Linked DNA regions of Capra hircus: region 2 is linked to region 1. Evidence: chromatin contacts called from public Hi-C data. All regions are on one chromosome and are shown on one strand. Each heading gives the region's core, a stretch centred on a gene start, on an enhancer-like site or on the middle of the called end of the contact. The rest is flanking DNA. Distances are from core to core; before and after follow the strand shown.

Region 1 (7,806 bases), core at 2,114-4,613:
GCACCACCTATGTAGGCCACTGGCACCCACTTGAATATCGGAGGGTGCCCCGCCTTGGGCTCCCTCTCGCGTGGAACTTAAAAGCCAGGGCAAAATTAGCAGGCTTGGCGAGCACCCACGCTCCAGATGGGAATTCAGCCAGAAAAACGGAGAACAAGAAAGAACGACATGGGGGAATCAGTCTTCCCAGAAACTGATCCGTTTTCTTTATTTTCAGGTTTGCTTATATACCTTTTGTTACACATAGAGACAAATGGAAATTTTAAAGTCACAGGGGGGTCAGCAGTCCTGACCTTTATCAAATACAGGTGCTTCATATAAATGTATACAAAAAAGGTCTTAGGGGTTTTACATCATCTTATGGCCATGAGGCCTGCTGACATTTTATGATCCTTTCTTTGTGATAATTGTCAGTCAACCAAAAAACTTATTTTCCAGGGGCGATTTTCTTAAACCAGGCACCACCCTCCGAAAGTACCAAATAAAATTGCATTCCTATAGGGTGAAGGTGTAGTGGGTTACAATTTAAAAAGGAATTTACTTAGCCTAAGGTTAACATGATTAATCTTAAGGGTTAATACTTATTTCTTCTATATGTTAGTTATATTCATTATAAGGGTGGGGAATATGGAGACTTAGCAGCAAATATTGGCCCAACAAATGAAAAACCCTTCACCAATATAATTCCTAATCAACCCACTATACTAATAATTTCTAACTTCCTAAAAGAATCTGCCTTTATTAAGTCTAAAACATCTCGTGCCTCTCATGGTTGGGAGGCTGTAAACAATCACATGTGGCTAGACGAACCTGTACAGGCAGGCTAGGTAACCTTCAGAGGAGTTCGTAAGTCGAAACACTCTTGTCACACCCAGGAATTTTTATTAACTGGAGCTGTAGGTTAACTCCTTCTCCGAGAGAGGTGATGGGGGAGAGCCCCCCATAAAGTCAGAGGTGTAGGTGAGAGCATAAAACAGTAAAGTGGGCAGACTCTGGTTTTGGGGGTAGATGCTCGGGAACAGGGGGTTTCCTGAGGCTCGATCCCGCCTTTGAGTATGCCGAAGCCTCCTTTCTCATGACCTTTGCCATGGACAGAGTTCCTCATGCTGGCTCCCGGCAAGGGTTCACTGGCTCACCATTGGAGGGCTGCAATTGCTGATGACTGTGACATCCTTATTTATTGACAAGGCAGGAAATAATCCATTTCTCAAATCCCACCCCCTGACCTTCCAAGAAGGGAAAGGGGCTGGAAATTGAATCAGTCTCCAATTGTCACTGATGTAATCAATCGTGCTTATGTAGTGAAGCCTCCATAAATACCTGAAGACCTGGATTCAGAGAGCTCCCTGGTTGGTAAACACGTGGAGATTTGGGGAGAGAGGTGTGTTTCGGGAGAGCCTGGAAGCCTCACTTGCTTTCCTATGCCTTGCCTTGAGCATCTTTTCCACCAGGCTGTTGTTGAATTACACCCTTTTACAATAAGCCAGCAATCTATTAAATAGAATGTTTCTCTGAGTTCAGAGAGAGCTCCAGCAAATCTTTGAAACCTAAGGAGGGGATCTTGGGAAACTCTGACTTGTGCCCAGTCATTCAGAAACACAGGTGACAACTTGGATTTTGACTGGTATCTGTGGTTGGGCTGGTGTTGTAGGACTGAGTCTACCTCCAGGTAGATAGTGTGAGGACCAAACTGAACTGTAGGACACCCCACTGGTATTCAAGAATTGCTCAGTGTAGAGTTGGCATCAGAACCATAAATCCTCAGTCCTGGCTGGACCACAGAATTACCCAGGGAGCCAGGCTGCCCCAGAGGTTCTGGTCCTAAGGGGCCTATGCTCCACCCCATCCCTGGGCTCAGCTGCTGGATCCTGTGTGGGGCATGGTCCAGCTTTGTGATGATCAGTCCATCCATTTTTATTTGGTATTAAAGGTGCTATTCCTACTGACTGCCACTGTCACCAGGCTACTTCGGGACATTAACCTTTATGGCCAGCCCTCCTCTGCCGCTGTATCTTGGGTAGCATTTTACTCTTCTCAGGAGACCTGGAGACAAAGCAGCTGTGGCTACAGTAACTGGACAGTTAACCCTCCAGGGCCCTTGAAGGACTGCCCTTCCCAGCTGGGACTGGTGGCCTTTGGTTCTGTCCCCTACACAAATATAGTAAAAGAGCAGCTGAGAGGATGGAGACAAGATACCAAGGGAGGCAGAAAAACCGAGAGTTGTGCCCTTGCCTCAATTATACAACGGTGACTCGTATGAATTGGCTCAAGGGCATTTTAATATTTTTTTTAATCGTATATTCGTGTTTTGCTGTGCTGGGTCTTCGTTGCTGCGCTCAGCCTTTCTCTAGCTGTGGCGAGTTGGGGCTCCCCTCTAGCTGGGGTGTGCCGGCTTCTCACGGCAGCAGCTTCTCTTGTTGTGGAGCACGGGCTCTAGAGCACGCAGGCTTTAGCAGTTGTCACCTGCAGACTCTATAGAACACTGGCTCAGCAGTTGTTTCACAGCATGTGGGATCTTCCCGGACCGAAGATCAAACCCACGTACCCTGTACTGGCAGGCAGATTCTTAACCAGGGAAGTCACAACAGCATTTTAAATCAGATAAATCATCATTTATTAAGACACTACTATCAATAAAAAGCATTATTGGGAGTGCCCTACTGGATGCCAAAGGTAATACAGACATCACTTTGGGTTCTCTCTGAAATCCTACAAGGAGGTATTACTGCAAAGAAACTAGACTACAGCCCAGAGGATTAAGTGTCTTTACCCAAGTGCATCAGTCAGTGGAGACTAGGTCTTGCTGTGGTAACGAACAGTCCCCCACATCCCAGTGTCATGAAACACTAGCGAGCAGAAAGCTGGCTCCTGCTCAAGCTACGTGTCCAGCAAGGAATGGCAGTGACTTCACTCCATGTCACCTTCTTTTACGGACACTCTGCTTCATCCCCAAGACAGAGGATGAAGGGCCTAGTCCTCAGTAATGTCCTGGTACATGTGCAGTAACAGTTCTCTGGGAGAAAAAAAATACATAGATACACATACTTGTTATTTTGCTGATATCAAGACTGTATAGTATACAGTTTATATAAAATGATAAAATACGTAATATTCTTTATTGCAAATTCCATATAGCCCAATAATTCTCACAGAATGCTGTTGTTGGTTTTTACTGAACTCATACATCCACAACCTACCAACAGTAGCAATTCAACAATGATTTGACATATTTTTTACTATTCACAATGGAACAGCTACCCATAACACTTAGTCTGCTATTTTTTCCTATCACTTTCTCAAGTCTAGACAGTCAGCCAAACAAAAGACAACACCCTGACTGGTAGCATTTGCCAGTTTCGGTGAGATGGATTTCAAGCTGCTGAGGTCACTGAATGCAGAGCTGGAGTTGCGTGACAGGACAGCATGTAGTGTTTCCGCCGTCTGAAGATGTAAATCAGCTCAAGAGCTTCGGGAAAATAAAATGTAGCAAAGCAATTACTTCCTCAAGCGATGAGTTTTGAGTACTTATTACCTTTGTTTCTAATAAAAAGTATCTAACTATACACTTATGTAATTTAATTTTCAGTGAGGACTATATTTAATAACCGGCTCACCAAATTCCTGAGCATTTAATAATCGGTTCTCGTGGGCTGATAGAAGCCAGCTCCAGTGCATCGCTGTTATTCTCCAGCTGCTGGGAGCCCTGCCTTCCACCTGCAGCTGTCATTCCTCTCCAGGAATGGCTCTCAGCTGAGGAGCTCCATCTCCTCCAAGACTGCATCCCCTTCCTAAGGGTAACTTACATCCAGTGAGTGACTGACATGAGGTATGAAAGCTCAGACCATTGCCCCAATGTGGGACATGTCTGAAAGAATATCCCAGCTTCAGAGCTCTTTGCAGAGTCCAAATTCTCCATTTGCCCAACCTTACTTTATTTCTCTCACCCATGAGCATGGGCCCTGACAGCATCACTTCGAAACTTCATGCGGGTTATATACTTTTCAGAATCTGCTTCCCAGACAGCCCAGCCTTCTCTCTGAGGTCTGGGTTGGCAGATCAACACATCTGTAACATTTGTGTGGGTCATCATGGAAGAAGGAAAGAGACGTTTCTGAAGGGTGTCACTTCTGCTCACAACCCACTCACTGATCAGAGTTAGTCACATGATCCTATAACCATCCTATTTAGTTCCCCCCAAATGGGTGCTCCAGACTATTTGGCAAACAGCATTGGTGATTACTGCTGCACAGACACACAGCTGGGAAATAGAAGCTTTGGGATGGGACTCCATGTTTCTCTGGCCACAGAGCCTATGGTCCTTCCTCCAGAACCTTCAGCTCCTTCTTCCTCACTAGGTCCTGAGAATATGAAGATGAGTAATATCCATTCCCCACCCTGAACACCACTCTAAAGCACCCACAACATGAATGCTGATACATAGCTGTGTCAGGTCAGAAATTCACACACTGACTGGATCTTAGTACCCTCAAGAGACCCCAAGAGACCACCAGTTGAGGTGGGCAAATACACTCCATCCTCCCACCTCACATGATACATTGGTGACATCACTAGTCAATCGTGACACTTCCTCCCAATAAACGTGGATGTGGTGAGATCACCACTGATGGTTCCAGACAGACATTACTAATCAATCAGAAAGTGAAAGCGAAGTCACTCAGTCATGTCCAACTCTTTGCGGCCCCGTGGACTGTAGCCCACCAGGCTCCTCCATCCATGGGATTCTCTGGGCAAGAACACTGGAGTGGGTTGCCATTTCCTTCTCCAGGGGATCTTCCCAACCCAGGGATCGAACCCAGGTCTCCTGCACTGCAAGCAGACGCTTTAACCTCTGAGCCACCAGGGAAGCCCCAATCAATCAGAGGAAGCACATAATTTAAAACCACTTGCCATTCTGACATCCTCCGGAGAAGAAATGATTATAAACCACATCCATGATAAGTCTGTATGGCCACCCTGTCATTGCAGTGAAGACATATATCCTGGAAAGTCAGAGGACAGTCTGCCTGACATTTCCAGTCTCAGCCTACAGCTTTCTCCACTAATCCCCTTTGCTTGGTTGGTAATAACTAACAGCAAAAAAAAAAAAAAAAATGATGTTTGTCTTTTATTGGGCACATTCCCTGTGTGAGCCCCAATGGTAAGTCCTTGAAATGCACGAATCATTTCTCATCCTTACACCATCCCCAGGTTAGCCATAGGTAGCGTGATGTCTACCCATTTCGAAGATGGAGAAACTGAGACTTAGAGAGTGAAGGTCCTATCTCTCCTGCAGCGAGTGTTTGTTACACGGCAGATTCCACCTCTTTGGATCCTCAGAGCAGCCCTATGAAAGGGAGAGTATCACTCCCTATTTGGCAGACAGAGCACTGGGGCTCTGTGAGGTTGTGTCTGTGGCCTAAGGTCTGGGATCCAGAGAGTCTGACTCTATCATCCAGCTCACGGTGGTGCCTGTGTGCATGCTAAGTCGCTTCAGTCATGTCCGACTCTATGCGACCCTATGGGCTGTAGCCTGCCAGGCTCCTCTGTTCGTGGGATTCTCCAGGCAAGAATACTGGAGTGGGCAGCCATGCCCTCCTCCAGGGGATCTTCCTGACCCAGGGATCGAACCTGCGTCTCTTACATCTCCTGCATTGGCAGGCGGGTTCTTTACCACTAGTGCCACCTGGGAATCCCCTCCCATTGGTAGTGAATGAAGATAAACAGAGAAGTTAGGATCTGAACCCCCGGTTAGTCTGACGCCCTCAACCACTGAGCTTTACTGACTGCTCACTGCCCATCTGAGGGTGATGTTAAGGAGAGGCTTTGGGGCTGGATCTGGGGTGCAGAGACCTTGCAGTCTGCAGAGCAGGACAGGGCAAGAAAGTGGGATGGCCCACCCAAGGCAAGAGGTGACTGGCCAATAGGAAACTGATCCGGGCAACAGAGTGTTCTGATTGGCCAGATCTCCTGCCCACCACCACGCTATACATCCCCACTGCTCAGGGCAATGCCCGACCAAGATTAGGCACCCACGAAATACTCCTTGAGTGATTGTTTCAGTTTACTTTCGGTGCATAGAAACTACCCCTAGCTGCAGTGGCTTGAAACAACAATCACTTCATGTACACACTGGCTAACCAACAAGTTCCTACTATATAGCATAGGGAACTTTTCTCAATGTCATGTGGCAGCCTGGATGGGAGGGGAGTCTGAAGAAGAATGGATACATGGGTACGTATGGCTGAATCACTGTGCTGTGAGCCTGAAACTATCACAATACTGTTAATCGGCTATACATCAATATAAAATAAAAAGTTTAAAAACAGTCACTGCATTTAGCTCGTGGATTCAGCAGAGTTGCTGGGCAGGCTCACTGGAGGTGGATGGTCTGAAGAGGGTTCACGCACAAGTTAGCGGGCTGGTTCGCATCAGCCGGGCTGCTCAATTGAGTTTCGCGTCATCTCTGCTCATCCAGCAGGTCCGCCCAGGCTTCTCCACGTGGAGGGAACTAACAGCTGGCACTGCATTTGCCAGCATCCCATTGGCCAAAAGCCATCCCGTAACCAAGCTCAAATCTGCGATCTGGAGTAGAGTTCACTTCCTAGTGGACGAAATGCATCGCCAAGGGGCTGGATAATGGAAGAATTTTTGTTGCCACCTCACACAGTGATTAAATAAACAAAGTAGATGAGTAAATAGAAAGGCAGAAAGGAACTCACAAAAAGGTTATGTCCAGGTTGAGCCGCTGAATTCTGTCTGACCTCAGAAACTCTTATATTCCTCTGTCCATGGCAAGGAGCAGGGGGCAGAGCACCCACAGCTGTCCGATGGGATGAAGTGGCTGTGGAGAAGCCAGCAGGAGTGAGAAGCTGAGCAGGTCCAGGTGCTTGGCTGAGTCTGAGTTCCAGCAAACTCTCCTGTCCAGAGCCCAGGCCTCCTGCTAGCCCTGGGGAGGAGAAACGGGCTTGTGAGGTCACCAGGTCCCTGGGGACCATCCTCCCACCTTCCCCTGCCCCTCCCTGAAGTCCGCACCCCAGCCTCTTGTCCCAGCCACCCCTCTGCCCACCTGAGCATTCTTCCAAATCCCGCCGGTGCCCCGTGTGACGCACAGTGCAAAGGAGTGTAATTGCTGAAGTGATTACTTACAGCCATACCATTAAGTTTTAAAATGCTCCCTTCAAATTGAACAATGTTTTTTCAAAGTCAACAGCTGGTTCACAGCTTGAATGCAACCGTTAGTATAAATTAAATAAAAAGGGTAATAAAATCACAGCCTAAATTTAATTTCTGAAGAGTGCAGAGACTCAAAAAAAAAAAGGCATTTAAATAATGCCTTTAAAATACAGCCAGAAAAGCAGAAGTTAACTCACTCCCTGATTATGTCGGTTAATGGACACACTGTCACGATTAACAACAAAACTGCCCTGGTGTGGACAAAGTCCTGAACTCACTCTCAGGGTTCTGCTGTACAGCCCGCAGGGTCTTCGTGGGAAGGGGTTCTCAGAGAGGGGACTGTATATGCAGAGATCCCCACAAACTGGCTACCACAAACACACACCCACACACAGGTGAGCACATCATCTATAAGGGACCGACTGTCCCTTGAAACAAACTAACAGTGAAGGTAATGTACAAGGCAGGTCTCCACCCCAAAGCATCTTCCCATTACCTGCAGCTACCTGAGCCACCATCACCTGGCAGTATGGCTGGAGCCTCTTTGAATTTGCTTGTATGCAAGGTGCAAAATCCGGCTATAAAACCCTTTGGCTCTAAGACGCTGCAGAATATACCAGCCCAAAATATATC
Region 2 (7,806 bases), core at 3,525-6,024, 280 kb after region 1:
TGAGTTGGGAAACTAGGAGATCCAATTACTAGCTTTCAACCCGCAGAAATCATTTCACTTCCTTATGTCTGTTTTTTCATACATGGAATGGGTATATTGATCAGGACCAGGAATCAATACGTGTGAAGTATGGATAGCGGTGTCCAGCACATTGGAAGTGCTTAGAAAATGTTGTTACTTTATCATCTTTGTGGACAAATTAGCCCCACCCTGACCCCCACTCCCATATGCTTTGGTTGACCTCAACCTTAAACTTGGCTGGACAATGAGCTGCATGTGCGTGCATGTTCGTTCAGTTCTGTCCATGGCATTTTCCAGGCAAGAATACTAGAGCGGGTTGCCATTTCCTTCTCGAGGGGATCTTCTTGATCCAGGGACTGAACCTGCATCTCTTGGGTCTCCTACATTGGCAGGCGGATTCTGGGCCACCTGGGAAGCCCAAACAACAAGCTATTAATACAGACATCTGGAGACCAGACCAGCCCTCAGCAAACGGAGATGTTGGGTGGCTGCTGCCACCTGCTGGTGAGCACTGGAGCTTGGCTGAGGAGCCAGCTGAAGGCGGTGTGCTCCCTGCGCTGAGGTCCAGGGGCTGCACTCGCATCTGCCTGGCACCGTCAGCTGGCTACACACTTGTCCCAGCAACTCGGTGCGGTGGGAACGTTCACAAGGTGAACCGGTAGGTTCTTTTGGTCACAATGCTGTTAGTTTCAGATGTACAGCAAAATGATTTTTCTCTTTTTTTTGCAGATTATATTTCATATAGCTTATTACAAGACACTGGGTATAATTCCCTGTGCTACAAGGTAATTCTTGGTTCCCTGTTTTATGTATAGGGCTTCCCTGGTGGCTGAGAGGATAAAGCATCTGCCTGCAATGCAGGAGACCCAGGTTCAATCCCTGGGTTGGGAAGATCCCCTGGAGAAGGAAATGGCAACCCACTCCAGTATTCTTGCCTGGAGAATCCCATGGACAGAGGAGCCTGGCGGGCTACAGCCCACAGGGTCACAAGAGTTGTACACAACTGAGCGACACTGTGTGTGTGTGTTTTATGTACAATGGCTTGTCTCTGTTAATCCTAACCTTACAATTTGTCCCTCCCCTTCTCCCTCTCCCCTTTGGTAACCGTGATAGGTTCTTTTTTATTATTTATTTACAGTACGTTCTTTTCCATTTTTTTCTTATAATTTTTTAAATTTAAAATTTGTTTTAAAAATTCTTATTTATTTTTCTTTTTTAGTAGGTTCTTTTTAACACTCAACAAGGGATTAATTCTACTCCTTGGGTGGGTAGGCCTGCATTGGGCACCAGGTGGGGTAGGTGGTGAGACCACACTCAGCAGGGAGATCACATGTGCACACGCACACACACACACACATGCATATAAAAATACGTGTGCACACACATAAAAATACACATACACTTACACTTATATAGCACACACACACACATATAAAAAATACACATACACTTCACACACACACACACGCACACACACGCATATGAAACACATACACTTCACACATACACGCACATAAAAATACACATACACTTCACACACACACGCATATAAAAAATACACGTAAACTTCACACACACACATGCACATGTGGGAAATTCCCTGGCATAAGTGGGTCAAGGACCCAGGGGAAGGGTGGGGAGTCAGGTGAAGCCAGAGGACACTCAGCCCAGGGTTCTGGGTGGCCATGCGCAAAGTGAGGCTGGAATGGGAGGAAGGGGATGTGGGAGGCTGGCAGCTGCCAGACACTGAGCGAGATCTGATTGGGCTCCAGCAGGAAGGGAGGCAGGGCCTGGGAAGGCAGAGGAGAAGATGCTCAGTGGGGAAAACCAGGAAGCAATTTCAATGAAGAGGGAGTAACATCAGGACCTCAGTGCCAGGACTCAACTCACGGCTCTCTATGTGCACACACCGACGTGCAAGGGCACTCCAGGGTGAGCCACAGCTGGAGCTGTGTCAGTACGCAAAATGCCATCACAGGTCTGTGATTTCTCAGGGGTGGGGAGCATAAAAGGTATGTAAATGCAGAGAAAAAGGCCTGGAGAAGAAAGCAGCCTGCAGGTTTAGGTGTTTAAAGAGAATGGATTAGCTGTGGCTTATATAAGCAAAAAGGCATAAACATGAAGGGTGTGGGCTTCCCTGGTGGCTCAGATGGTAAAGAACCCACCTGCAATGTAGGAGACCTGGGTTTGATCGCTGTGTCAGGAAGATCCCCCGATGAAGGGAATGGCACACCACCCCAGTGTGCTTGCCTGGGGAACTCCATGGACAGAGGAACCTGGTGGGCTACCGTCCATGGGGTTGCAGAGTTGGACACAACTGAACGACTAACACCTTATGTAAGTAAAAAGGAGTAAGAATGAAGAGTGTGGAGGGACAAGGAACCCAGAGGACAGACCTTCGGGGGTCTGGGGTGTGCTGTTACTCGGGGTGAACAGGACACGACCCCTCTGGGCTTGGTGCTCCCCCGCTCGCATCCGGTGTTTTACTAGGTAAGTGAAAGTCGCTCAGTCATGTCCAACTCTTTTCGACCCCATGAACTGTCCAGCCCAGAATACTGGAGTGGTTAGCTGTTCCCTTCTCCAGAGGATCTTTCCAACCCAGGGATCAAACCCAGGTCTCCCACATTGCAGGCGGAGTGTTTTACTAGGTAGTCAGCGTTTAAAATCTCTTTTCTCTAAACATGAATTCCTTCTCACCCTGGGCATGCAGATTTTAATTTTCCTTAGTTCCTACCCTGCCTAGTATTAACCAGGCCACTTTATATTACCTGCCTGGCCCTGAAGCCATCTGATCTCATAGCTTCTGGTCTACACTTCTGGTTTTGCAAACCCTGGGTGCAGAGCTTGGCAAGGCAGAGAGCTACCTTGGATGGGGGCTAGCTGAGGGGGTGGATGGACACACGGACAGATTGATGGGATGGGTCGGGGGAGGGAGGGAAGGAAGTCATCCTTGCACAGGATGCCTAGATGTGGGAATGAGGGTCACAGAAACCCCCTCTCTCCACTGGAGAGCTGACTCCTCGCCCAGGTGTCCATCTCCTAGACACGTGCCCAGACTGTCCCTCAATCTGGGGATACAGGGAAGGAAACAGACTTGACTGAGTCCTACTACGTGCTTGTCCCTGGTGTTCTTCAGCTCATCTGGCCCTCCTGTGAGGGGGACAGTCTATCCCCATTTCTCAGGTGAGAAAAACAAGGCTCTGGGACGGGACATCAACCCTACCTTCCTCCCGCCACGCAATGCATTCCCACATAATCAGCATCTGTATTTTCTGTTTACAAAGCAAACCATATCCATTATTCTACTTGATTACCCCAGATCACCCCAAATGCTATTTTTTTACTTTAGAGTAAAAACGAATAAAGAAGGAATAAAAAAAAAAAAGATGCCAAAACTTGGCCAGGTCTTGGCAGTGCTGGGGGCGGTGGTTCACTCTCAAGACTCCGGACCCCATGCCTCCTGTCCTCTGCCCCATCACCCTGGAGTCTGGCCTGGGGACCAGGTCCCTGGCAGAGAGAAGCTGGAAACCCAAGGCTGCCAGGTGGGCCAGGCCATGAGCTGCAGGTTAAAGTGAGAGGAGCTCTGGTGGGCCTGAGGCCTGGCCTGGGGGAGGGCCAGCCATGGCTGGGGGGGATGTCCCATACCTGGGGCTGTTACATGCGGTAGTTCTAGGTCTTTCCAGAGAAGACAAAGATCTGGATTTTAAAAGAATGTGAAACCTCCAATTGTAAAGAAATGTTGGTAACTAACTAAAAAACAACAAAGAAACACTGAGTGAAAGAGACCAGCCGTGGGCCGACTCCACGCTCCAGGCTTCGACCTCAGCAGCCTGCCGGCATCGCAGGCCGTGCGCCCGGCCACAGGCCTGGCCTGAGTGCAGCCGGATGCCTGTTAAGGGAGAGGCCGGGGCCTGGCTGAGTAGGAGGAAGGGTTTCGAGGCAGTGGCGTGCGGTGAGGCAGTGCCGGGACGGGCTGAGCCAAGCTCACCCCCAGTACCCACCTCTTCCTCGGGTTTTACCGATAACGTCTATTCCTGGCTGTTCCATGGTGGAAAACAACAGGCCCCTGGGGGATCAAAGATTCTTTAGGAAATACAAAACGAAATGCGTTTTACTTCGCTTTAATTAAAAAAAACATATAAATACATGCCAGGGTTTTTTTTTTAATAAGGAAAGAGGCTGAAAAAAAAAAAAAAAAGACAAACTCCAAACCTGTAAGGACTCCCCGCTTCCAGGTGGCAGGAGGCCTGCAGGTGGCTTGCAGGCTCAGCAGTCAGGGGTCCTGCCTCCAGAGGAACAAGTCTCAGTGACAGCCTTGGCAGGGGGTTACCCAGCCTGTGCTCTATGACATGTCCCCACGAGGCCCTGTCCCTCAGACCAAGGGGGGGTTTCTGGGGAACATGGAGAGTCCTCCATGATGGGGTGGCCGGAAGCTGGAACGTGAGTCTGTGTGGATGGGGCAGACCCCCAAGGCCCACAGCTTCTGACCCCTCACTGGACAGCGGGCAGATGTCCACAGAGAAAGCTCAGGACCTGGGCAGGTGGCTCTGCTCCTGAAGGGCAGGATCGTCTCAGAAGCCCTTGGAGGACCAGCCCACCGGGGGCCCTCACCACAACCCAGGATCCAGAGAGATTGGAAACAGGAGGAGAACAGGCGAGGAGCGGCATCTCTGAGCTCCCCCACCCAGCTCCGGGGGTGACAAAGCAGAGTCCTGAAGGCCAGCTGTGGACAGGCTGGGAGCAGGCGGCCAGCTGGTCCTCCGCCCAGAGCTCCAGGCCAGAAACCACAGCCAGGGCCGGGCTGGGCACACAGTGTTCCCATGGGTGGGATGCAGGAATCCTTGGGTCCCGACCTTGCCAGGCCACCCCCACACATGGGCAGAGGGCCCCCAGGAAAGAACTCTCGGGAGGCTCGCCAGGACCACACAGGCCTCAGAGGTGGACCCACTTGTTCCAGTTGACCTCGTTGGGGAAGACGCGGCCGAGGCGGATGGTGCAGTCTAGCGTGGGCTCGTAGAACACCACGGGGCTCTCGTCTGGGCTCAGCGGCGCCTCTCCCACTGGCGGCTTCGAGAAGAGCGAGGCGGCCGCGGGCTTTCTCAGCACACACTTTTTAATGCAGCCCAGGGTCTCCAGCCCCTGCAATGGCACAGACAGACCGGTTTCCAGGGGCATTTAAGGACCACGTTCTCTGTACCCAGAGCGGCCTCCCAGAACAGACACAGGAGGGTGACCTTGAGAGACGAGCAGGGATTGACCAGGCAGGTTTAAGCAAGAGCCCAGCGTGTGAGAGAGAAGGGCGTGGACAGCATTTATACAGCGGCCCCGTGTTGAGCAGGGGCTGCAGACTGGCTTCCAGATGGGGTTGTTTGGCCCAGATCTGCTGTGAAGTGTGGCGAAATGCACACTGAACTTCCTGCTCCTGCTTCTGTCGAGGAGTTGGAACTCCTGTGCACACACAGCCGGAGCCCTGGGCGGCCATCAAGCCGAGCTGCCCTTAGGAGACTGTGGGCACCTCACCAGCTCTCCCGGCCACCCATGAGGGTTGGTCACTCACCTACCTGTCGGTCCCCGTGGGCATGCAAGCCCTTGAGCCCTGGTCTTGAGAAAGGGTCAGAGATAAGACCCCGTGGATGTTTCTATGTAAGCCTAGGCAGCAGCTCGGGGCTGAAGGAGGACCTGGGAGGGACAGCTGGGGTGGGAACCCGGGGCAGGGGTGGGGGCTGTGGGAGGCTGAGTGCTGAGAACTGGGGCTGGGTGCTGGCAGCGCTGAAGAGCAGATGCAGGAGGAAGGAAATTGGTGTGGGGCTCGGCCGGCACAGTGACCTCGGAGGGCAGTGGGGCAGGAGTAAGCTTTGGGGGTGGCGGGGGGGATACCAGGGGCCCAAGACTTTTCTGAGGAGCTGGCTCCCTGCGAGGAGGCCATTGCACCCTTGTGGGCTGAGCCGGTAAGCAGTGGCCGACCCCAGAGCTCAGCCCACGTGCCCATGGCCCCCGCCCTCTGAGACTGCGGAAGGGGAAAGGTGCAGTGGGGCCGGGACCCAGCGCGCGCCCTCCCCACCGAGAGGCTCACCTGGAGCAGCTCGAGCACGGCCAGCGGCTGCAGGACGCCCTGGTAGTGCTGCAGCAGGCAGCTCTCGGGCACGCCGGGCCTGGTCATAATGTGATACAGCACCGCCTCCATCATGCCCTTGACCACCGGCGCATTCAGGCGGCCGTCCACGATACGCCACGGGCGCCCGATGAAGCGCACGCTCTCACAGTCCCTGCGGCGGGTGGGGGCGGGGGACACAGGCATCAGGCTTAGTGGGGGAGGGGAGACAGCTGATTCCACGTGGCCCCACCTTGGCAGGGGCTGGGGACCACTTCCCTCCTGTTCTTCCGCCTCCAGCTCTCCTGCCGCCTGGAGGGATGGGCCCCAGCCCCCTCATCACCCCACACTGGTGGGGCAGGGAAAAGCCAGGACTTTTAGATTTACCAGCTTCTTCTGGGACCTGATAGAACCTGCAGGTTTTTTTTTTTCTTTTGTAGGGAAGACTTGACGGGACTCTTTACCTAGTAGCTGGTCCCCTCGTTTACTATACAGTGTGAATTCTGCTTAATGTAACTTCTTTTCTGCTTAAGCATTTGCATGACTATTGGTGCTCTGAAATAAATTCTAAAACGCGCAAGTTATAAATGCAGAAGAAAAGAGTCAACCTCCCAAACCAAGCCTAACCCCTGAGCCTTCCCTAAGACTGAAAGCAGGCTTCACTTCTGCCTTTGCTATAAGTTGACCCCAAACATCTGGAAGAAAATGGGGCTGTCTGCATCTCTGTGTTTATTACTTGGCATCATAGAGCTTACTTTCATTAACAACAACAACAACAAATGGCTGCATCCCCTTCTGACCAAGCTCATAGGTCTGTATGCAGAAGCTCTGCTTCTGTGCTGTATTCGGGGGTTCTGGGCACTTTCCTCACAAGGTTTCTACTAAAAACTAAAGCAGTGACTGGTTTAGAAGTGTTAGTTGCTCAGGCATGTCCAACTCTTTGCAACCTCATAGACTGTAGCCTGCCAGGCTCCTCTGTCCATGGGATTCTCCAGGCAAAAATACTGGAGTGGGTTGCCCTTCTCCAGGGGATCTTCCCGACCCAGGGTCTGAACCCACATCTCCTGCATTGCAGGCAGATTCTTCACCGTCTGAGCAACCGGGGAAGTCTGACTGGTTTAGAAGGTTTTTACTAAAAACGAAAGCGGCGACAGGTCTGCCACACAGAGTCCCAGTGTGGGACCCCAGGCTGGCTGGACACCTGGCTCTGACTATGTGACTGGGCCTGCCCAATCTGAGCCGGGAGAACACAGCCCTTCAGGCCGAGGGTGATGCACACGCTGTGGGAGGCACCCCTTGGACTTCTGTGACACCCACTGTTCCCAGCAGACGGGGCGCTACAGCCGTCAGCACTGCTGGGCTCGTCCACCTCGGGCAAGGGGCGCCTGCCTGGTCTCTGGTGAGGGGGACCCACGGTCCCTCACGTGTCTGAGACCCCTGGCCAAGAAGCGCTGTGCTTGACAAACCTTTGTGAAAGACCTCCAGGTAATAATCTACCCTGGACCTTGGGCGCCACCCTCCGAGGCTCTCATCGCCCCCTCCCAGCCCAGGCCGCTGGAGCCTGAACCACACTCACCTTTCCCATGCCACCTGGGAGAGGTTGCCAGCCGCGGAACCGTCTGCCAGACCTGACAAGAGGGGAGAGGCGTGGGAGACTGCAGAGGTGGGGCCCACCCATCTCTCCCCCGACTGTT

Evidence for each region. A called contact is a pair of places that touch in the nucleus more often than the background predicts.
Region 2: a Hi-C map of blood shows a contact between it and region 1, with 4 times the contacts expected there. The contact joins two enhancer-like sites. A contact is called at or near these places in 2 of 5 Hi-C or Micro-C datasets (both in blood).

Annotation. Positions count from the first base shown.
Region 1 is chr25:24,643,703-24,651,508 of ARS1.2, forward strand. No RefSeq gene overlaps it. Among named protein-coding and RNA genes, the nearest start is that of KDM8, 43 kb to the right of the region's middle. Within about 2 kb of position 3,364, at least 1 of the 5 cell types and tissues checked has an H3K27ac peak or open chromatin away from gene starts, as enhancers often do.
Region 2 is chr25:24,917,712-24,925,517 of ARS1.2, forward strand. GTF3C1 (general transcription factor 3C polypeptide 1) reads right to left here. Exons shown (of 37, transcript XM_018040599.1): 35 at 7,689-7,740; 36 at 6,095-6,287; 37 at 4,127-5,160. The coding sequence ends at 4,954. TRNAC-GCA (a tRNA gene) reads left to right here and starts at 841; the gene lies at 841-912. Within about 2 kb of position 4,775, at least 3 of the 5 cell types and tissues checked have an H3K27ac peak or open chromatin away from gene starts, as enhancers often do.